Regions from separate parts of the Capra hircus genome. Here region 1 is linked to region 2. The links are chromatin contacts, called in public Hi-C maps. All regions are on one chromosome and are shown on one strand. The core of a region is the stretch at or near the end of the contact, and the rest is flanking DNA. Distances in the headings are between cores, read along the strand shown. Region 1 holds the start of ZGRF1 (protein ZGRF1). Region 2 has its middle 64 kb from the start of ANK2.

Region 1 (5,486 bases), core at 2,142-4,641, 120 kb after region 2:
AATGGCAACCCACTCCAGCACTCTTGCCTGGAGAATCCCATGGAGGGAGGACCCTGATAAGCTACAGTCCATGGGGTTGCAAAGAGTCGGACAAGACTGAGCGACTTCACACACACACCACTTCTCCATTTGTTTTCATCGTCAAAGCCACCGTCTAAGGAGATAGTGGACAAAACTGCATAAACACAGAAAGCCACAAATCTCCCAGAAATCAGACTTTTCCCAGCATTCTCTTCTCAGCCCTGATACTCTCCTTCCTTTCTCATATATAAATATATGAGAATATTTTTATATTCTGGAGATTATAGCTGGAGAATATAGCCTGGAGAATTAAGCTCAGAAAATCTTGCCCCATGTGAATAACACTCTGCAATTTTCAATCTTAAAAATCTGTGGAGAATCAAATATACATTCATTTTCGAGTACAGATATGGATTAGATTAAACAGGAAATAAGCTATGGTACAAGTTCTCTTCCCTACACACTGGTTGCAGAAGATCAGGAAGTTACATGATAGTCATAGTTTACTTTTTCAATGTCCTATGATAACAAATAGGTATACTGTCATTCCATACATTCCAAATCAAAGTTCTTATCTTTCTTAGCAATGTCTGTTCTGCTGTTCTTCTCACCACTCTCATTTTATTTAAGGATGACATACTCTACTTAGTTAACCAGTTGAGCTATTTACTAGCTGTATGGATTTGGGGCAAGTTAACTCAACTTTCTACGATCTACAAAGTGGAATAAAATTTATACTGACATACTAGGATTGTTTTAAAAATTAATCAAAATGGATAAAGCACTTTCCATTACTGCTATACAGCACACAGTCAACAATATCTAACTGTTATTTATTATCATTTTATCATTTACCAATCTGTCATTAATCCCTATCAATGTAACCTTTGGAATGGCTCTTATCTTCATCCAGTGTTTTCCACAACTACTGTTATAATAATACGGAAATTGTTTATAAATTGTTTGAGAAGTCCTCCATCCTTCACAGAAGCTGTGTAACTTGTCTAAACACAGGTCTAATTTTGTGACTCTAATGCTAAAACTTTCAACAATAATAATTCTTTAGCATCTTTTGGTAACACAGCATATATTTTTAAAAAATTGTTAAATGAATCAACTAGTTTCATAGGGTTTAAACAAAGAATAAAAGTTACTGTGTAACACCAGTTACTTTACACACCTTGTTTTAAATCCTCATAATCCCTCTAGGTTATTTCTCTTAACTTTTTACAAAGGCTCAAAGGTTAAGTGACCTGGCTAAAGCTAGCTAGGTAAGTAAGCTCAGGTATGTTTAACTTTCACACTGCCTACGTTTTAGTAGAACCTCTTGCAACCTCTTACCATGTAGTCTATGTTTTGACTCAGAAATCCTTTTTTTAAATTGTTAAATTTTTTTTTTTTTACAATGTTGTGTTGGTTTCTGCTGTACAACAACGCGAATCAGCCATCTGTGTGTTCGTGCTAAGTCGCTTCAGCAGTGTCTGAGTCTTTGTGATCCCATGGACTGCAGCCATCCAGGCTCCTCTCTGTCCAAGGAATTCTCCAGGCAAGAATACTGGAGTGGGTTGCCATGCCCTCCTCCAGGGGATCTTCCTGACTCAGGGATCTAACATTGCATCTTACATTGCCTGCAATGGGAGGCAAGATTTTTTTTAACAGTAGCGCCACCATCAGTCATAAATATACATATATCCCCTCACTCTTGAGCCTCCCTCCCCTTTCTCCATCCCACTCCTCTAGGTCATCACAGAGCACCAAACTGGGCTCCCTGTGTCATACAGCAACTTCTCACCAGCTATCCATTTTACACACGGTAGTGTGTATCTGTTGATGCTACCTTCTCCATTCATTCACTCTCTCCCTCCCCACCCCGGCTGTGTCCACAAGTCCATCTCTCCTGGCTCAGAAATTCTTAACCTGAAATCCATGGAATTTGGGATGGATTTCAAAAATTATTGTAAATCCCAAGAAATTTTCAAAGGTAAATTTTAAAGGTGAAACCATGACTTTTCTACATTTATAAAATGAACTCGTCAATCATTTTATTTAAGTAATTAACCAGGGAACTAGTTAAGTGCTAAAAACCAGTTCAAAGGTGAACTCAAAAACTAGACAAGCGCAAATACAAGCAAGCAAAAATATTGAAATGAACTTGTTAACAGATGTAACACTAATCAGGGCAATAACTCTTAAGACATTTCAATTATAACTTACATAATTGTAACATAGCTCAATGACAATGAAAAGCAGAGGTAAGCTGGAAAAGTAAGCTAGACACCTCTTTTTTTGGCTATTTCAACATCTTTCACAATTTTTCTTTAAAAGGTTATAGAAAATATTTAGAAATGTATATGTATTTTCCTGGGAGGCTCATCCATATCTTTTAAATCACGTTTTAAAAGGAAATGGTGTGTCAAAAAGGTTAAGAACTATAGTTCTAGTCACATCTGACTATCCAGCGTTGCCTACTTTCTTGTCTCTGTGCCTCTGCTTTAAAAGCTTCTCGTCTTCCTTGTCTTATCAAGTCCTATTCAATTTTCAAGGCCCAGGTTAAACGGCATCTTACTCTTTCTAGCTTTCTGCTAGCACATTTCCCCTAAACAACCGCCTCATCTGTTTCCCTTTTAAGTATGTCTATTAACGCACTCAATAATACACTGTATTTTTTCTTCCTTCCATAACTGGATGTTCAGCTCTCTGAATGATAGAGACAAAAGTTCTGAAAAAAGAAATGACTTAATTTAAAAATACAAGTCCACATTCGCTATCTTTTGGCCACCAAAACTCGAATCTGAGAAGAAAAGCAATTCCCCTTTTGACTACTGCCCCTTTAGGTACCCGTTCTTCCTCAAGGAAGCCGTCAAACGCGGGACTACCCCAAACCTCCCAAAACCGGACGGCAAGCGCCCCCAATCACTAGAAAACTGGAACTGCAAGGGCTGCCGGAGGAGTCTTGCGCGTGCGCACAGAGAACCAGGACACTAGGGCAATCTAACTGATGGGTTGGTGGGAGGGGGCGGGATGAGAAGGACCAGAGATGACAGAAAGGACCGGCATAGAAAAAGACTGAGAGTAATTTAGATCTCACCCAACTTGGGCTTCCCTAGAGTCCACTTAGAACTTACTCTGTCCAATTCCCAAAATACAGGGCCAGAGACTGCGTTCTTCAGTCCTTCGCGTCCCCCGAACCTTATAGTCGTGGTTATTTTAGCGTCACATGAGCGACAATTCTTCCGAACGCCTTGGAAAAGATGGGCCCAGAGGTTGTGCGACCGTCGTTTACGTCACAGGCGTAGGCCCGCTCAGCGTGGGGGCGGGACATCGGAGAACGCAGTCGCCACAGAGGCTAGCCGCCAAAGAGGAACTTGATTGGCAGTTTGAAAACGGCCGTTCAGGTCCGGAGCCGTGGTGGGCGGGCTAAATAGTGGTGTTTGATCTGGTGCAGTCGCGAGTTGATGATGTCACGGCTTTTCGCGGGAGAAGTTCGAAAGTGGGTTTTGTGGAATGAGCAAGTTAAAAGAGCTGTTTCCACTCGGGAGTTTCTGGGGATTGAGGGTAGATAGGCTGGAGTTTTGAGCTCGAGGTGCTGTCACTGATTTTGATGCGACGGGCGAAGGAGTTTGCTCCGCCAGACGGGGTTCGGTAACGAAACTGTGTGGAGATAAGGTTGGTTCACGGCTTGGCCCAGCAACCTGTAAATAATTAGTGCTTCGTCTTTACCACCTTCCCCCAACTCCTGCTGGGCAGTTCCGGTATCCGTGTGAGAACCCGGGATGGTTTTGCTGTTTGCTTTTAGGACTGACAAAGGGTCACTTCTTCATTGTCATCTGGTTACACAAGATAGTGATAATTAGAACGTTGGCAAATGAAATGTGAGCATCTTTTGGTTGTCTGGACTGGACCGTTTCTTAAAAGGCTATTGGGCTCGTGATTCTTAAATTTTTAAATCTGTGAACCACGTAGGGATTCGAAAGATCCTGCTTGTTCCAAAAGAAAAGGACCAAAAACATCTCATCGTACTTAGCAAGAACAGGTCATATTTTAGTGATAACACCGAATTTTATACATAAATCTAAAAAACAGCACAATAATGTGTGTGTGAAGATATGTATGTATTTCTGTACTAAATTATCACAAAACATCTAATCTCTCCCCCTTTTTTTGAAGTGTAATTCTTTAAAGTAATCTACCACTTAACAAGAGTTTGGACCGTCTCAATACATCCCTCAAGTAATATTTCTAATTTAGGAAAACAATGGGGGAATTTATTTTGCAGTTGGTAAACAGCGTATAAGTAATCCGAAAGAAGTAAATACTGGATTTCTAACCTGTAAATTGTGATGGTAATAACAACTTTTCAGGATTATGAGACTGATAAATATATGTAAAGAATCCAGTCCCATTGTTGCCTGTTACAGTAGGTTTTCCATAGTCACATAATGTAGTTTTTGTGAATGGGAACACCAGAATTTAGACTACTTAGTTTTGAATTCTGAATCTGCCATTTATTTACTTCATGATCTTAGGCAAATTACATACTGATGTACCTCACTTCCTGTTTTTGTAAAATGAATATAAAAAATAGTATCTGTACTATAAGGTGTAAAATTTAAAGCATTTTAACAGTGTTCTAGCATATAATTTACACTGAATAAATAATAACCGTTATTAAAGGGATCTAATGTTAACTGCTACATGCCAAGCATTGTGTTGACACTATGTAGTCTTATCTACATATATTTGATGTCTAACGCATTCAGTGGCTAGAAGCCAGTTGCTGTTCAAGCAGCAGTCAACCATGTGTTTCTTTGGACCTCTGTTATCTTCTTGGCATTCGCTAGGCATCTGTCAATCCTGTTAGCTGGAGGGGAGGGATTAGGATATGGAGTTATATTTCTGAAAGGCAGTGCCTCTGTAGGTCTGGCCCTGTGCTGTGAACTATATCATGGGACAAGTATTCATTTCTCATTTGTGTCCCGTTTGCCCTGCCCTTTCTCCATTTAGCAGCCAGAGCAATCTTTGTAAAACCCAAGTCAGATTATGTTAACTTATTCTTGAAATTCTGCCTTGGCCTCCTACTGTCTTTTTAAAAAGTCCGAACAACTTAGCATAAAATAGAATGCCCTTTGCATCCTGTTATTGCTCACTTTTTCAGACTTATCTCTCACAACTCACTATCTTACACTTGATTATAAACTAGAGTTCCTTGATTATGCCTTCCACAGCTTTTTTGTACATGTTATTCTTATTTGGAAATACCCTCCTTGGAATTTTTCCTTGGTTAATGATTATTTTGGTTTACAGTGTATGCATTATGTCTTTCAGGAAACCTCGTTTGATGCCCTAGACTGAGTTGGGTACCCCTCCAGTGCTTTTCCTTCCATATTTTTTGTAATTACTGTTTATTACCCTGCTATACTGAAATTCCTTGAGACTAGGAGTAGTATTTTGTTCATTTTAGTATC
Region 2 (5,687 bases), core at 2,868-5,367:
AAGCTAAGAAAACATTATTTACTTGTATTCCAAAGAAACAGACTAACTCTTAGAAGTCTATATTTTCATTCTTTGAGTGCACTGATCAAATGGGACAACTTGGATAAAGTCACATCTAAAATGCTGGAACTCTCCCTATACTAATGACATGATTTCTTTTCCCTGGAAAGTCCTTCCCCCTAGCCCAACAAATTCAAGGGCCAGCTCAAGGTCCACTTTCCTTTAACACTATATCACCGATAAAAGAATTAGTCACTCCTTCCTCTACGCTTCTCGGTACTCCTACAGCACTTGGTATTTCCAGCGTAAATAGATGAAGGAAATTTTTCTTAAAAAGTTACTATATGCCATGCATGAGAGGCTTTGTTTTTCTCCCTCAAAGAGTTTACTTCATGGAGTTCAGAACACACTGACCTAAAACACGGCATATCTGCATGTGTGTGTGTGTGCTCAGTCGGATTCCACTCTCTGTGACCCGCCAGGCTCCTCTCTTCCAGGGATTCTCCAGGCAAGAACACTGAAGTGGGTAGTCATTCTCTGCTCCAAGGGATCTGCCCAAGGCAGGGATCCAACCCGCATCTCCAGGCCCCCTACACTGGCAGACAGATTCTTGGCCACTGCATCTCCTGAGAAGCCCCTAAAATACGGCATCTCGGCATATTTAACACTTTAAGCTGAAGGAATTTGAGAACTTGCAGGGGCAGGAAGGACTTCTTGACCTTCCTCTAAAGCAAATCATAAAACCCTCCCTCTCCTCAGACAAAAGGGTCCCCCCTATCTCCAAAGAGACGGGGACACAGAGATAAATCTGAGTGGACAGGCCTTGCCGAGTTTTCCCAGTTCACTCACTGCACCTTCCCAAAACTTTTCACCCTCCATCAAGCCTAGCATGAAAACACTCAGGTTTCATCATCCAGTTTCCCTGGGTCTTCATTTCCTTAGAAAGGTACTGATATTACATAAAACTCACTGTAAGAAACTTGTATGCTTTTCTCTTGTTAATCTGTCTTTTCTTACAGGAGTTGTAGCACAGAACTAAAAAGAACAGAGAAAAAAGAGTGACATGACAAAAAAATACAAGTACATGCAAAAATAGGTATATGATAATGGAGGAAGAACTGTGGAAACAGTGGCTGACTTTATTTTTCTGGGCCCCAAAAATCACTGCAGATGGTAACTGCAGCCATGAAATTAAAAGAAGCTTACTCCTTGGAAGGAAAGTTATGACCAACCTAGACAGCATATTAAAAAAGCAGAGACATTACTTTGCCAACAAAGGTCCGTCTAGTCAAGGCTATGGTTTTTCCAGTGGTCATGTATGGATGTGAGAATTGGACTATAAAGGAAGCTGAGCACCAAAGAATTGATGCTTTTGAACTGTGGTGTTGGAGAAGACTCTTGAGAGTCCCTTGGACTGCAAGGAGATCCAACCAGTCTATCCTAAAGGAAATCAGTCCTGAGTGTTCACTGGAAGGACTGATGTTGAAGCTGAAACTCCAGTACTTTGGCCACCTGATGCGAAGTACTGACTCATTTGAAAAGACCCTGATGCTGGGAAAGATTGAAGGCTGGAGAAGAAAGGGACAACAGAGGATGAGATGGTTGGATGGCATCACCAACTCAATGGACAGGAGTGTGGGTGAACTCCGGGAGTTGGTGATGGACAGGAAAGCCTGGCGTGCTGCGGTCCATGGGGTCGCAAAGAGTCGGACACAACCAAGCGACTGAACTGAACTGAGCTGAATAGAGGAAGCACAGTAGAGGAAGATTAGTAAATATTAAATGAACATTCATTATTGAAAGAAAGGAGGCTTCCCTGGTGGCTCAGAGTATAAAGAATCTGCCTGCAATGCAGGTGATCCGGGTTAATCCCTTGGTTGCGCAGATTCCCTGAAGAACAGAATGGCAACCTACTCCAGAAAGAAATATTTCCAAGCACTATCTTTGCACTCAGCTTCAAAGAGAACTTTATTTTTATTGAGAACCAACTCAGAACACTGTATTAAACATAGTGAAGAAGTATACAAAAGAAACAAATGGCACAGATTCTAACTCAATATATTTTAAGCATACATACCCTCAAACGTCAGTATATTACAAAAGCCATATACATTTAAATGAAATATTTTTACTGTAAAGAAAACAGATAAATGTTTAAGATAAAATGAAATAATTTATAAAGAAGATATACACAATTAACCCACCTAAAGAACTTTTGGTTTCGTGTATCAGAAAATAAGAGCTCTCATTAAGTCTAGAGGAGAAAACCCTACTTTAACAAAATGGAATTAGAAAAATATTTTCCTCCCAACTTCACACAGAACGAACTGGAATTGAGGTGGGGATGGGAATGAGAGAAGGGAACTAAGTAGTCAAACCATGACTTTCTGCCAGGAAGGCAAAGTGGTCCAGGTACCTGCAGGGGGCTGGGAGGTATGGTGGGGCAGACCTATAAAACTGTCAAAGCTAGGTAACTCTCATATCTCAGCTGCTTTATTTAACGGATGATGAATTCAAATTAAATGGTCTGTAAGGATCCTTCCAGCTCCACCATGCTGTGATTTTTATGGTATCAGTTACTGGAATAGAGGGGTTGAATCTAAAAGACATGGGAAATTCCTTGGTGGTCCAGTGGTTAGGAGTCTGTGCTCTTACTGCCATGAGCCAGGTTCCATCCCTGGTTGGGGAACTAAAATCTGACAATTTGCTGGCATGCCCCCGCCTCTAAAAAAGTAAAAGATATGATAGTCAGGAAATCAATAGGAACGTAACACAAACTGGATAGGGAGAAGATGAAGGGAAGAAAAAAAATGAAATGCATCATGGATGCAGAAGCACTCTGAAAGCATCAAGTCCTCTACAAGAGATTCTTAGCGCTCATTGAGATTATTAGACTCTAATAATCTCTAATAATTAAATAAGGTTCCAAGTGTGGATGACAGGAAAATGCTGGAGGGATCCCACCGAAGCCAATCAAAAGCCACAGAAGTTAAGAATGGGAGCCAAAGGGGCTCTCCTTTCACGTGCTAATTTACTCACCCCCCCACCTCTCTACAGTATTGAGATGGAATTTACCACCAAGGAACAGACCAGAGGGAATCCTCTTATTCTTATGCAATTTCCACCTTTGTTCTTATTGTCCGATACCAATTGCTAGGAAGGTAAAAGAAAATTGCAATTCAAATTTGTTAATTAGAAAGATGTGCTGCCTTGTAAAGACTGTTCTGACAGTTTAGTAAATCTGACCCTTAGTATTGTTTTCCTAAAATCATAAATAGAAAAACTAATATGGAAGAATGTGACATTCAAAACTGATCAGAGAATAAAATGTATGGAGGCTTACATTTCAAATCCAAATTAGACAATAAATTTTTTAAAATTCTCTTTTTCTAACTTTAAAACTTATACACAACCACACACCTACAACACTACATCTTTGGAAAGATAGGGGCTTCCTGCTGGTTCAGATGGTAAAGAAACTGCCTGCAATGAGGGAGGCTGGGGTTCGATCCCTGGGTTTGGGAAGATCCTTTGGAGAAGGGAATGGCAAAGCACTCCAGTATTCCTGCCTGGAGAATTTTATGGACAGAGGAGCCTGGCAGGCTACAGTCCATGGGGTCACAAAGAGTTGGACAGGACCGAGCGAGTAACACTCACTTTCTTTGGAAAGATTATGACAGAGTCCATGATCAGGACATACTACCTCAGAATACATCCATTTGGCACATTAAACATTTTAAGCTGAAGGAATCTGAGAAACAGCAGGTGCAGGAAGACCTTTCTGACCTTCCCTGAAGCAGGTCTCAAGTTGCTCACGTGAGAGGTGCCCTCCCTACAACGGAGGAAACAAGCACGCCTATCTTCTAAGAAAAGGGGACACAGAGAGAAACCTGAATGGGCAGGACTTGCTCAATTTCCCCAGTTTACTCCACTGACCTCACCTCCTTTGTCTTACCATATCCTTCCAGGACCTTCCACCATTTGTCAACCAAATATAAAATCCTCAGGTTTTGTTGCAGGAAGGGGGATCCCTTCCAGGACTGAAAGAGGGCTCTTGTCTTAACACTCAGAAATAAACTGTCTGAGGAGAACACACGTGCTGACAAAGCAGGAGAGCTTATTGGGAAGGGGCACCCAGGCGAAGAGCCATAGGGTAACGGAATCCAGGACTGCCCTGCCTCATGGCTCACAGTCTTGGGTTTTATGATGATGGCATTAGTTTCTGGGTTGTCTTAGGGAAAGGAAGTGAGGTTGCTCAGTCGTGTCTGACTCTTTTTAACCCCACGGACTGTAGCCTACCAGGCTCCTCCATCCACGGAATTTTCCAGGCAAGAATACTGGAGCAGTTGCCATTTCCTTCTCCAGCAGATCTTCCCAACCCAGGGACTGAACCCAGGTCTCTCGCATTGTAGGCAGACGCTTTACCGTCTGAGCCACCAAGGAAGTCCTCTGGGTGGTCTTAGGCCAATCATTCTGCCTCGGGGTCCTTCCTGGTGGCACACAAGTTGCCCAACCAAGATGGATGCCAGCGAGAAGGATTCTGGGAGGTGGCCGGACACATGGTGTCTCCCTTTGATCCTTCTCAAACTCCTCTAGCTGCTGATGGCTTTTTAGTTCCTTGTTCCTTACAAGAACCCCCTGTCGTAAAATAACTTACTCAATGGTGACTATGGTGCCTGGCCAGGATGAGCGGATTCAGTCCATGCGTTTCTCCTAACAGTTTTTCTTCTTCTGATATTTGCTTTAAGGGTGCGTGTGTTTTATAACACTTATATTACATAAAAAGGACTGAAGCTGAAGCTCCAATACTTTGGCCACCTGATGTGAAGAGCCAACTCATTGGAAAAGACCCCGATGCTGGGAAAGATTGAAGGCAAGAGGAGCAGAGGGCAGCAGAGGATGAAAGAGTTAGATAGCATCACCAACTCAATGGACCTGAATCTCAGCAAATTCAGGGAGACAGTGAAGGACAGGGAAGCCTGCAGCCCGTGGGGTTGCAAAGAGTCAGATATGACTTAATGACTGAACAACAACAACAAATATTACATACATTTGTATACTTTCTCCTATTAATCTCTCTTTGTGAGTCTCATGTTCAAACCCAGACAGGAACCTAAAAAGATCAAGGAAAACTTTTTCTTCTCCCATAGTCAACAATACCAAATTATGAAGCCCTTGATATTCCTGTCTTTTACCACATACCCCATTTCTCAATCCACAGAATTTACTCCTGTATTATGATGAGACGGCTACAGACAGAAAAGTAAGATTAACTCTACAATGCAACAGGGAAAATGTGGAAAAATGTAATTTATTCTTGCCTGAGAAACTCTATGACTTCAATTTTATTAACTGTGAATTCCTTATGAAGTAAGTGATGAACTTCTCAGAAGGAATCCATCATATATCAATTCTCTATATTTCAAATTTTTTTATCTACAAAACCAGAGAAGATACTAGACACATTTCACAGGGTTGTTGTAAGGCTTTAATAAATTCACACATGGAAAACGCTTGGACTTGTGCCTGACACATGGTGTGCCATCAAGGTAGACTCTCATTAATGCTGCTAAGTTACTAATAAGAAATGTCACTGTCAGGAACAGACCTCAAGAAAGCGTCAAGCTACACCGTCAACCACAACTGTAACAAGGGAATTGCAGGATGAAATCATCACAAATGGAAAA

Evidence for each region. A called contact is a pair of places that touch in the nucleus more often than the background predicts.
Region 1: a Hi-C map of liver shows a contact between it and region 2, with 6 times the contacts expected there. The contact joins the promoter of ZGRF1 here to the enhancer-like site in region 2. A contact is called at or near these places in 2 of 5 Hi-C or Micro-C datasets (blood and liver).

The regions. Positions count from the first base shown.
Region 1 is chr6:13,346,194-13,351,679 of ARS1.2, forward strand. ZGRF1 (protein ZGRF1) reads left to right here and starts at 3,392. Exons shown (of 30, transcript XM_018049209.1): 1 at 3,392-3,687. LARP7 (la-related protein 7) reads right to left here and starts at 3,280. Exons shown (of 13, transcript XM_018049213.1): 1 at 3,147-3,280.
Region 2 is chr6:13,223,159-13,228,845 of ARS1.2, forward strand. No RefSeq gene overlaps it. Among named protein-coding and RNA genes, the nearest start is that of ANK2, 64 kb to the left of the region's middle. Within about 2 kb of position 4,118, at least 1 of the 5 cell types and tissues checked has an H3K27ac peak or open chromatin away from gene starts, as enhancers often do.